Regions from separate parts of the Hordeum vulgare genome. Here region 1 is linked to region 2. A link is a contact called in public Hi-C data. All regions are on one chromosome and are shown on one strand. The core of a region is the stretch at or near the end of the contact, and the rest is flanking DNA. Distances in the headings are between cores, read along the strand shown. Region 1 holds the start of LOC123413368. Region 2 holds the start of LOC123412764 (RPM1-interacting protein 4-like).

Region 1 (5,883 bases), core at 539-3,038, 220 kb before region 2:
TCAACGTCGCCTCCTGGCACGAGCACGACCACGCCTCTTTCGGCTCGCTGCTGCTCCATGTCCGAGTCGTCATCGAGGGCGTCCCCATGCACTACTGGTCTGTCGAGGGGGCGGAGGAGATCCTCGGGAGGCGGGTAAGAGTTGATCGCCTCGACAGCAGGACGCTCGAGCGCGGCCACACCAAGACGTTTGTGTGCTGGGTTTGGACCGACGATGTCGGAAACATTCCCACCAAGCACTGCCTCGGGATCCTTCCGAGGGGAGCAGGCCGCGTCGAGGAGATGGTGGGGTTCTCCCCACTAGACAGAAGAGTAGCTCCACCCCCGGCCACGGCCGAGTACTCCATGCTCATCCACGTCGATCGGGCAGAAGATTGGACTCCGCCGTCCCCCCGTTCTTCCCACTCCGAGCGGAGCGGAATCCCGTCCTCCGACTCGGATGGCGAGGCCGCCCCCTTCCCGGCGGTCGCACCTGCGTCCTGGACAATGGGAACCGAGGACGGCCATCATGGGGGAAGGAAGAAGACCCAGGCCCGCGCGTCGGTGGCCAGCGTCGGCTGCCGGGGTATGGCTTGCGGCGGCCGGGAGCAAGACGGTGACGGGGATGGTGACCCGAGGGGGGGAGACCACCGCTCCTGGAAGGACGTTCTTCTCCGCCATAGCCGCGCTTCGGTCGTCCCCCCACAACCACCGGCTCCACGGCAGCGCAGCCGCTCTCCCGCGCCAAGACGCCGGTCACGGGACTCCTCCGGCCGACGCCGCGACAAGAGGGGGGCTTCGGTGGGGAGGCGTCATCACGCGCAGCGGGGCAGGTCTAGGCCTCCGCCACCACCCACTGTCAGGCCAGCACAGGCGCGAGAGGCTCACGACGAGACCACGGGCAAGGACCCGGTGGACGAGTTCTTCAAAACAGCAAACAAGCCGCCGATGACCTCCCTCGTCGTCGACGGCATGGCGGCCGACGTGCAGGCGGCCGCAGACGCGGTACTGGCCGAGCCGCTGCAGTTCGACGAAGGATCCCTGCTAGAGGCAGCAGGGGAGGCGCTGCAACTAGACGCCTTCAGCCCCACGCTGTCGGACTACGGCCACTTCAACAGGGCAACTCCCTCCTCCGCGCGCACGATGGAGGTCCAGCTGGGAGCTGTGACCAGCCGTGTGAGCCAGCTCGAGCTCGTCGAGGCAAGCGGCTGCAAGGAGCCTCGCCTCTTCCGCGAATGTAGGCCTCCTCTGCTGGCCGTGCCACCCACCAGGCGGTCCGTGCCGCCGCCGAAGAGCAGAGCGCAGGCTACTCCGACTAGGCACAGCGCACGGCAGGCAGCAAACACGTCTACCGTCCCGGTCGCACAGCGTGCCTCCCTCCGTCTCGTGAAGGAGCTAGGGCTGCTAGGACCAAAGGAGAAGATGACTGAAGACGTAGCAAAGGCCCTTATTCGACGCTTCGATGAGCCTCTCTCAGACAGCGACATTGCGGTCATCGCCAAGCTCACCCGCCTCGACGGGGAGGCCCTGACGGTCATGGCTCGCATGGCCGGCCCCGACGTAGTGGCCGAGAAGGCCGTAGTCTAGTTATGTTAAGAGTTAACTTTGTACTTCTCCGGTGGCGTCCGGCGGACAGCCGGTTAGAGCTAGGTTTCATTTCTTTGTGTAAGGTTAGCGAGGCCGTATCCTATCGCCGTCGTAGCTTGGGGCCTATTGGTGGGCGACGGCGATCCCCGGTTATGTTGGAGGTGTTTGTTCTGGGCCCAAGGCCAAATAGATGTAGTCACCGGAGATTTGTTAGTTTCCCCCATGAGTGACAAGCTACTACCGATCATGTGCTGGAACGTAAGAGGACTAAACCAACCAGCAAAGAGGGCATCAGTGTGTGAGATGGCAAAATCATTGCGAGCAACAATTTTGTGCCTCCAGGAGACGAAGATAGACGCATGGACACCGCAACTAGTGCAGGAGATAGGAAGAACCCAACTCACGGAATGCATCGCCCTACCGGCGATCGACACGAGCGGCGGGGCGGCAATCCTATGGAATAGAGAGCTCACTACAATAGTTTCGCATGCGGTAGGAATTTTTGCTATCACTGCCAAGGTCACCCTGCTAGGACAGAGCCAGCCTTTCTGGCTATCCTCGGTCTATGGACCAGCGGACGACGCCAGGAAGGAGGCGTTCCTCCGCGAGCTATCATTCTCTACGCCACAGCCTGCGGAGCCGTGGCTTATAAACGGCGATTTCAACCTGTTTTACGAGGCTAGGGATAAAAATAACCTAAACCTCAACCGGAGGCTCATGGGCAAATTCAGGCAGGCCATCGACACTGCCGGGTTGAAGGAAATTAGATGTACAAACCGCCGCTACACGTGGAGCAACGAGCGACAAAACCCGACGCTAGTAAGCATCGACAAGTTCTTCTGCAACCTTCCATGGGAATGCCGATTCCCCTCGGCGTCACTGCATGCGGCATCCATGGCCACCTCCGATCATTGCCCGCTAGTACTCACTGACACAACAGCAACTCCACGCCATCGACAAGTTCTTCTGCAACCTTCCATGGGAATGCCGATTCCCCTCGGCGTCACTGCATGCGGCATCCATGGCCACCTCCGATCATTGCCCGCTAGTACTCGCTGACACAACAGCAACTCCACGCCCAGGCAAGTTCAAATTTGAAAATTTCTGGCCTAGGTTCCCGCGGTTCCACGACACGGTTGAACGGGCTTGGAATAGACCAGTGCAGTCTACCTGCGCTTTCCGTCGTCTCCTCACAAAAATGACGGCACTGCACGGGACCTGAAGATTTGGAGCAAATCCTTTTTCAGCGATGCAAAACTACAATTCCACATGGCGGCAGAATTAGTCCTTAGGTTTGACGTAGCACAAGAGAACAGGCGTCTTTCAGACGCAGAGTTTGATCTTCGAAAGCTACTCAAGTTACGTATGCTCGGCCTCGCCGCGGTCGAGCGTGCACGACGGCGACAGGCATCTAGACTCACATGGCTAAGGCTGGGCGACGCGGGAACAAAATTCTTCCACATCAAGATGAGAGCAAGGAGGCGGAAAAACTTCATCCACACCTTAAAGGCTGGTGACGGCATAGCTACGACACACCAACACAAAGAAGAAGTCATCTATAGGCACTTCAACGAGGGGTTAGGGAAAAAAGCTACCCGCACCGTCACAATAGACTGGGCTTCATTAGATCTACCATCAGTTCATGGGAGAGGTTTGGACAACCCATTTACATAAGGGGAAGTGTGGGACGCGGTCAAGGCATCACCTTCGGAGAAGGCGCCGGGACCGGATGGTTTCACGGGGATTTTCTTCAAAACGTGCTGGCCTCTAATTAAGGACGACGTGATGCAGGCTTTTCATAGCTTCTATCACCTGACTAGAGGAGACTTCTTCAAGCTTAACTCCGCCATGATAGTCCTTCTGCCAAAAAAGGAAGGAGCCTCCGAGGTGCAGGACTACAGACCGATAAGTCTAATTCATTCGATCTCCAAGCTTATAGCTAAGGTCCTCTCGAGAAGACTAGCTACGGTCATCGACATCATAATCTCGCCAGCACAATCAGCTTTCTTGTGTGCCAAGTCAACGCAAGACAGCTTCCTCTACGTACAAAATGCCGTTAGATCTCTCCATCGAAAGAAGACCCCCGCGCTACTGCTGAAGCTAGACATCGCAAGAGCCTTCGACAACGTCTCCTGGGAATACCTCTTAGAACTACTGCAGCATCTAGGGTTTCCAGCAAGATGGCGGGATTGGATAGCACTACTCCTTAGCTCTGCATCGTCTACGGTAATGCTAAATGGCTCCGCGGGTAGACCTATCTGGCACAAAAGGGGCCTGCGACAGGGAGACCCGCTGTCCCCCCTCTTATTCATCCTAGCCATCGACACCATGCACAGGCTCCTGTGTAGGGCCACTGAGATGAACATGTTCCAGCCACTGCCGGGCAGAGATATCTCGCTACGGCTTAGCCTCTATGCGGATGATGCCGTGATCTTCGCAAACCCCATACAGGAAGAAATCGACTTGATTATGGGCATCCTAAGAGACTTCGGAAATGCCACGGGTCTGCATATCAACCCTGCCAAGTCTACTGTCTCGGCAATACGCTGTGAAGACCTAGACCTCGACGCTGTGCTTGCAGCCTTCGGAGGGGAGAGGGTAGGCTTCCCAATAAAGTATCTAGGACTACCACTCACCCTTAACAGGATCCGTTTGGTACACATTCAATTCATCCTAGATAGGATTAGGGCTAAGCTAGCAGGATGGAAAGGGAAGCTAATGAACATCGCAGGGAGACGGGTCCTGGTTCGCAGCGTACTCACCGCGCTGCCAACTTTCGCCCTAGCTGTCCTGCGAGCGCCCAAAAAATTCCTCGACGAGATTGACAAGGTTAGGCGCTGTTTCCTATGGGCACACGAAGAAGATATCAGCGGAGGGAAATGCAAAGTTAGCTGGCCAATAGTATGCTCCCCAACGGAGAGCGGTGGGCTAGGGGTGCTGGATATGCATCGCTTCTCCAGAGCGCTCCGGCTAAGATGGCTATGGCTGTCATGGACAAGTCCGCAAAGGCCATGGAACGGCATGCAGCTGCCATGCGATGCCGATGACAGAGCTCTTTTCAGCGCCTCCACGACAGTCACCCTGGGGGATGGGGCCACGGCCTCCTTCTGGAAATGCCCCTGGACGGGTTCGGGGGCGCTAAAGACGGCATACCCGACGCTGTTCAGGCACTCACGTAGAAAAAATAGGTCTGTGAAAGAGGCGCTACAAGGCAACACATGGATAGCCGAGCTCGCGCATGGAGATACAACGCACCTTTGGGCGGACGTCCTCCGCCTGCATAGATGGATTTAGGACGCGGACGTCCAGCTCATAGAGCAATCAAGTGACCAAATCAAATGGAGACATGAGGCCTCGGGGATTTACACTGCCAACTCAGCATACAAAGCTCAATTCCTAGGACGGACAGCATCGGAAATCAGCAAGTTTATATGGAAAACTTGGGCACCGCAAAGGCTCAAGATATTCATATGGCTGCTGACAAAAAATAGGCTCTGGTGCAACGACAGATTGCAGAGGAGGGGATGGCAAAACAGCTACTTCTGCCAGCTATGCCTCAGAAATCTAGAATCAGCAACTCATCTTTTCTGGGAATGCAACGTGGCAACAACAGTATGGATCGAGGCGGCATCTCGCATCGGATGCGCCTCACTAAGCCCAACAATTTGGACTCACAAAAGATCAACCAGAGAGATCATCTCCAAGATGATAAGCAAGGCAAGACCAGAGTACAAAAAAGGAACCAGAACAATGATCGTGCTGATCCTGTCAGAAATCTGGAAGGAAAGAAACGAGTGCACTTTTAGAAACAAAACAGCAAGAGCAGCAAACATATCCACCTCCATCACAACAGCTCTTGAGTTTTGGAGGCAAGCAGGAGCAGTTTTTCTTGAGCACCCGTTTAGGGAAATTACGTGAGGAGTCCGGCGCCTGTGCCAGGCTACCTTTTTTTCCACCTCTTTTTCGGATGATTTTCCTGTTATGTCTTTTGATCTACTGATCAACCCCACTTTTTGTATTCTCGCCATGCTATCTGCTATCTCAATATATGCCAGCCATCAGCTGGATCTTTCGAAAAAAATAAAAATAAAATAAAATAAATAAATTATTGTAATTTAAAACCTTTTCATGTTCAAAATTATTGTAATTTAAAACCTTTTCATGTTCATTTTTTCCCAATTACGCCAGTGATTAGGTGTGGTGTGTCAAAAAAGGAGGCTGGTGTGTCGTTATGGACAATATGAGTCTGATTTAAAGTTCACTGGCTTGCGTTGTGTATACTCTCTTTTCCATTATTGAATCGGTTATATGGTACTCT
Region 2 (5,896 bases), core at 1,758-4,257:
TTTTATTCATTTTTAGGATAAGTATTTCCGAATCGGAGGAAGTAGTATGCATCAGTGAACAAATACTACGTCGGAACCGACCTGCACGAGCACGGCGAGGACCTCAAGAACTAGATCCTCCGTCGTCGTGTGTTACGTCGCCGACCGTCGCTACGGCCTTCACGAGTTGGCCAATGCCGGATTCCGCTCCTCCGTCTGCTCCGCCAGCCGTGTCTACCGCCTTGACTAGCTGGCCTACGTCGGCTTCCGCTCGTCCGCCCGCTCCACCGCCAGCAATGGCTCCAGTGGCGATGCAGGCCGTACCGGCCCCTTATATGGACCAAACGTCATTAATCCGTGGATGAGCAGGAGCGGCCTTGGATTGGAGGATTGACTCACAGCGAACATGGATTGGATCCGGGGGAGAGGAAGAAGACTGGTTTCAGTTTGAGGGAGAATGAGGGGATTGGGTCGTCGCTCGTTGCGGTGACCTCGATGCTTAGACCGAGGGGGTGAATGCAAAGTTCTCATGGCGGAGTCAGATGCACACTTATTTTAGGAAAAATTGTAGAGATAGATGCACACTCTTATCCGGACGGAGTGAGTACATGTTAATATTTTTTAAATACATGTTTTACATTTTCTAAATGACAATCTTTTTTTATACAACTACACGAACATCCCTTTAAGGGTAAGACACATTTTTTTACACACACATAAATATTTTTTTACATTGTACACATATTTTTTAAAATGTCACACACATTTTCAGACCTATTTGGAAATTTTTATTTTTAAAAGTGTTACTTTTTAAAAATTATTTAAAATTTTCAAGGGAATTGCCGACATGGCTTGAGGTGTCAACCACTCTAAGTGGTAGCATTTTGTGATTAAACAGAAGCGCGAAACTACGTAACAACAGACCACAACACTGAGATTTGAAAATAGTTTTGAATTTTATTTAAAGTTGACTAAAATTACCCACCAATGCCACCTATAAGTCATAAAAAACGTTTCAAACAGGAAAATCTTCGGACTGCGCCGGCCCATGTACGTTCTGGGCGTTAGAAAAAGATGCAGCATACCTGTTTGGGCCGGCCCATGCGTGGGCGTCTGTTTTTTTGTTTAGTTTTCTTATTTTTCTTTTCAGTTCAATTTTGTTTTTCTACTTTAAATAATTTAGAACTTCAAACAACTTTTCTCAATTTTAAGAAACTGCAAATTTCGAAATAAAATATAAAAAACATTTTTTTTGAGAATTCAAAAACTACTCAGGAGTTTTAAAAAATGTTTGCATATAAAAAAATGTTTAAACTTTGAGAAAATGTCCATAAAATAAAAAAAGTCAACGATTTTAAACAAAAGTCCGTGTAAAAATCTTAAAAACATTTCGTGCCTCTGTTTTTAGTCTCATTTTTTATTTTCATTTTTCTGTTCCAATTTTTAGTTTAAATAATTTAGAACTTTGAAAAACTTTTGCAATTTATAAAACTGGGAATTTTGAAATAAAAGTTTGAAGAAAATATAAAATGTTTGTGAATTGAAAAAATGCTCAGGATTTTTGTAAAAATATTCGCATATTCAAAAAAATGTTCATAATTTTGAGAACAATATTGGTGAAAACAATAAAAGTCCATGATTTTGAAAAAAAAATTGTGTGTTACTTTTTGAGTGCAATTGAAAAAAATGTTTCTAATTCAAAAAATGTTCATGCATTTTAAGAAATGTCCTAAAATTTTAAAGACATAATATGATCAGCACCATTGGATATTATTATTGTTTTTCTCCCGTTGCAACGCAAGGGTCTTTTGCTATGAAGGCTTAAGTTCAATTCCCAGCAGGTTCTCCTTTTTGAAATTTTTAACTCGCGTTTTAGGAAACAAACCGGGTGGCCCAGTAGCAAAAAGAAGACATTGCTCCGGGTGGTCGGCCCAGTAACAAACCGTCGACAATCCTTATTTTGGAAGGTCCCTCAGGTTTAAAATAGACCACGATTAAAGAGTTCAGTATGTTAATTTCAGAGATTTAAACTTTCTTTTACAAGTTTAAGGTTTAATAAACTTTTTCCCGCAGAGTTCGCGTCGCCGGCCGCGCACACCGCCGTGCGCCGTCGCAATGCCGCCTGAGACGCGGGCGTGACCACGACGCCGGGATTGAAATCAAATGGCTGGATCGGGGGGGGGATGGGAATGGGATGGTTGTGGACTTGGGCGACCGGTGGTAACGGTGATGGCAAGGCGAGCCGCGGGAGGCGGGAGGAGAGCGGTCAAAGATGGCAAGCGGTAGCCAAGGATTATCATTAGATCGACCGGGCCCGGCCAGGCCAGATGTGCACTTTTTTGTGCACGCATGTTGGCGAGTAGGAGGAGCCCGTCAACGGTCCCCGTTTTCCAAGGCTTTTCTCCGTTTACACCCCACGGTTTCCGTGTTTTCTAGTAGTCGACTCGGACTCGGTTGTTCATCGAGCAAGCAGTATTATGATCAATTTTGTTTGGGTCCTCTCCCTCGGTGGAACGCCGGAGCTTCTGCGCACGTTCAAGTTCAACACGAGATTTTTGCTCCACCGTGATTCGTCCACGTACGCAGTTGATTGTGTGAAAGCATATCCCGTCCATCAATTACCTTGAACATTACATATATAAGTAGTACTCCGTACTATATACACACTGTCCTTCGCCCTCTCCGCGCCGTGTTGATCCAGTCAGTGTCATGCTTAGCAAATAGATACACGTGTGTAGGTGTGACGGGAGCGGCTGCGCTATAGAAAAATGCAGAGTCATGCTCAATACGAGTAGTATATTTACTCTATCTATAATAATCTATGGTATTCCCTCTATAAAAATAATATAAAAGCGGTCAGATAATTATTTTAGTGATCTAAGCACTTTTATGTTTAGGGAGTAGGAGTACGTAGCAACGTGCTTACTGCAAATAATTCGAGGGACGATTACGAAAAAAGCCGAGAGGAAGGACCAGCGAACGAAGCAACCAAACCATCCATCCCTGTCTCCTAGTTATAATCCCGCCTGCCGTCCTGAGCTGATCAACACGCTCAGAGCTAGCTACCATACAGGCCATCAGGAGCCAGGAGGAAGAAACAACCAGCGCATATATCCCCCTCTTCCCGGCCAGCTGAGCTACTTGAGCCACCGTTGGACCAACTCGCCTCAAGAAGACTGAGCACCGCCGCCGCCCGGATCTCTTGTTCATCGCCCTCTCCGCTCTTGGACTCGCTCGCCGCCGCCGCCGCCATCCATGGCTGTAAGTTCCTCTCCTCTTCCATGACTCCTCTCAACCTTAACTCCATGTCCTCTCATGGCAATCCCCGTTCATACGGTACGACCTGTCAATCGGAAGATACTTCTCAACATGTTTGATTCTGGTCCGCAAGAACATTGGTTTCTTGGTCTGATCTCGCCTTTCCAAGAGAGCTTCGTTTGTTTGCGTCCACCAGGTGTAGTTTCTCGTGGTTTGATGGTTCCAACGTGGATACCCCGAATCTGAATTGTCTCAAGGAAAAACAGCCAAATCGCTATGATACGGCACTTGCCTTGGCTGCTGCTTGTACCAGTAGAGAAATTTAGCTGCTATCATTCATGTGCTTAATCAGGCTAAAAGTTTTAATAAGACAGGATCATCCAGAACCAACCTATTATCTTTCTTTCTTTTGTACCATTTGAATTGCACTAGGTACTAGTAGTAGTCTAGTATAATTCAAGTTCTTTTCTCTTGTGTGGATGGATCGCAGAGCTAATTCATCGGCAGCAAAGGTCTTTCTTGGCAGTTGAGGCGTATCTTTCAATCGCACTGAATATCTGTGTCATCTCAATCTATACATATATTCTGGTGGAAATGCTAATCATCCCCACAAATTATGGAGATGCCGGCAGGTTAACTCTTAATTGTATACTATATGAAGATATCCATATTAACTCTCCCCTATTAGTACATGAAGATTTAGTTGTACCACTAGTGCGTAATCAATCATTCAATTTGCCAATCTTGCCTTATTTTCTGTTTCGGTTCGGAATTGGAAGGTGTCGGCGAGGTAGACCCACTACCCTTGCGGTATGTCGCGTTTAGTCTAGCCTGATCTACAAGTGCAGATTTGTTGAACCCGGAGAAAGCCAAGTAGCGAGGTCACGGCATGTGATTAGCTTCTTGATCACATATCTACTAAACTTTCCATTGATTAGTCAATGACAGTGTTTAAAATGTGCCTGGAAGCCGTGGCGCGGGGTCTACTCTCTCTTTTCCAGCAAAAAAATAAATAAGAAATTCCCCCTCCCTCTTGGCTCTTTTTCCACGGTCGTACGGTCGTACCACTACCGATATGATCTACCACCACTTGTGCTACTTGGCCATGTCAAGTTGACATGCATGTCCCCGCACATGTTAATAATCTTCTGACCATGGCTTAACCACCATCACCGAAGCTTCCTTGGGTCCAAGTTGAAGCGCTTGTGTCAGGGAATGATGATGCCCACTAGGCTGCCTTCTTTCTATTTTATTTCTCTAATCCTGGGTCCCAAGCCTCTAGCGTGTTTATTCTATGGATTCATGGATTAGAATTAGTTTGGGCTAGTTTGGACTCAACTAATCCAAAAACATTCAAAGAGGAGGGTTAATTTTGATTAGATGTATCTAATTTATTCAAAAACTAACCCGATGAAGGGGTGCTAATTTGGATTAGAGTTAGATGAGGCCCAGAAAAAAGTTACTTTTTCCTCTTCCTTCACCACACTAAATCTTGGTTAAAGGAGCCAAATGATTGGAAAAAATGCATTTATTGTCGATCTAATCATGCCATCCAAGCACCTCCTTAGTTAAAGTTACTAGTTTAGGATTAATTCAAGGTTAGAATCTAACTCTAACCTTGAGCTAGAATATCCAAATAAAATCTATATTATGAATGTGAATAATCCGTAGAAAGAATTAATTAACTCTAACCTTGAGCTAGAATATCCAAATAAAATCTATATTATGAATGTGAATAGTCCGTAGAAAGAATTAATTAACGCAATCTCTATACAGTGTAAAATGGGACATTGTATAGAGGTTGCGTCATTTAATTCTGACGAGAGGGAGTACCAAAATCAAGGTTATCGCTGTGATTTTCTATTAATAATGTCGAGGTGCGTTGAAAGAGAAAAAGAAGAGCTAGAGGAAGAAACACGCGGCATGTGGTTGACTCTTCTCCCGTTCCATGCATGCAGAAGCAGCAGAAGAACGCGCACGTCCCGAAGTTCGGCAACTGGGACAACGACGGCAACGTGCCCTACACGCTCTACTTCGACAACGCGCGCAAGGGCAAGGGCGGCAAGCCCATGAACCCCAACGACCCCGTCGAGAACCCTGAGGCCTTCTCCTCCTCCGTCGTCGCGCCGTCGCCGAACCGCTCCTTCGACCAGGCCAGGCCGGCGCCGGCACTCCCTCCCGCTTCCCCGCCTCCCGCTCACCACCACGAGCGCCGGCCCAGCGACGGGCCCGCGCCCGCTCCGCCGCTGTCCCCGTACCACCGCAACGCCGGTGGCGAGCCGCCGAGAAGAGGCGCAGGCGGCGGACGGGCAGGCGGGTACAGCGTGGAGCAGTCGCCGGCACCGTCGCCGCTGCACCCGTACGGCCAGTCAAAGGCCGAGCACTCCGACGGCAGCAGCTACGGCCTCGTGGCCAACGCCAACTCCGTCGACCGGTCCCGTGCCAGGGCCGCCTCCCGCGGCAACGAAACGGTAAGCCTCCCTGCTTCTGCTCTCCGGTCAGCGCACCATGGATTTGCACGGAGGTGATGTCTGATGTCTTACCTTGGCTGTTGTTGTTGCGATCGATGGCAGCCGACGAGGGGGTCGGCGGTGCCCAAGTTCGGGGACTGGGACTCCAACCCGGCGTCGGCGGACGGCTACACGCACATCTTCAACAA

The links. Hi-C and Micro-C count contacts between places; a contact is called where the count stands out from the background.
Region 1: a Hi-C map of an unstated tissue shows a contact between it and region 2, with 6 times the contacts expected there. The contact joins the promoter of LOC123413368 here to the promoter of LOC123412764 in region 2. A contact is called at or near these places in 3 of 6 Hi-C or Micro-C datasets (leaf, seedling and an unstated tissue) and 1 of 1 datasets of contacts at active chromatin or transcription factors (embryo).

The regions. Positions count from the first base shown.
Region 1 is chr7H:197,970,312-197,976,194 of MorexV3_pseudomolecules_assembly, reverse strand. LOC123413368 reads left to right here and starts at 1,788. Exons shown (of 2, transcript XM_045106311.1): 1 at 1,788-2,399; 2 at 2,527-2,787. The coding sequence starts at 1,788. The coding sequence ends at 2,787. All of the region lies in intron 2 of LOC123413366 (phosphatidylinositol N-acetylglucosaminyltransferase subunit A-like), which reads left to right.
Region 2 is chr7H:197,753,475-197,759,370 of MorexV3_pseudomolecules_assembly, reverse strand. LOC123412764 (RPM1-interacting protein 4-like) reads left to right here and starts at 3,007. Exons shown (of 4, transcript XM_045105700.1): 1 at 3,007-3,240; 2 at 5,196-5,708; 3 at 5,811-5,896. The coding sequence starts at 3,235.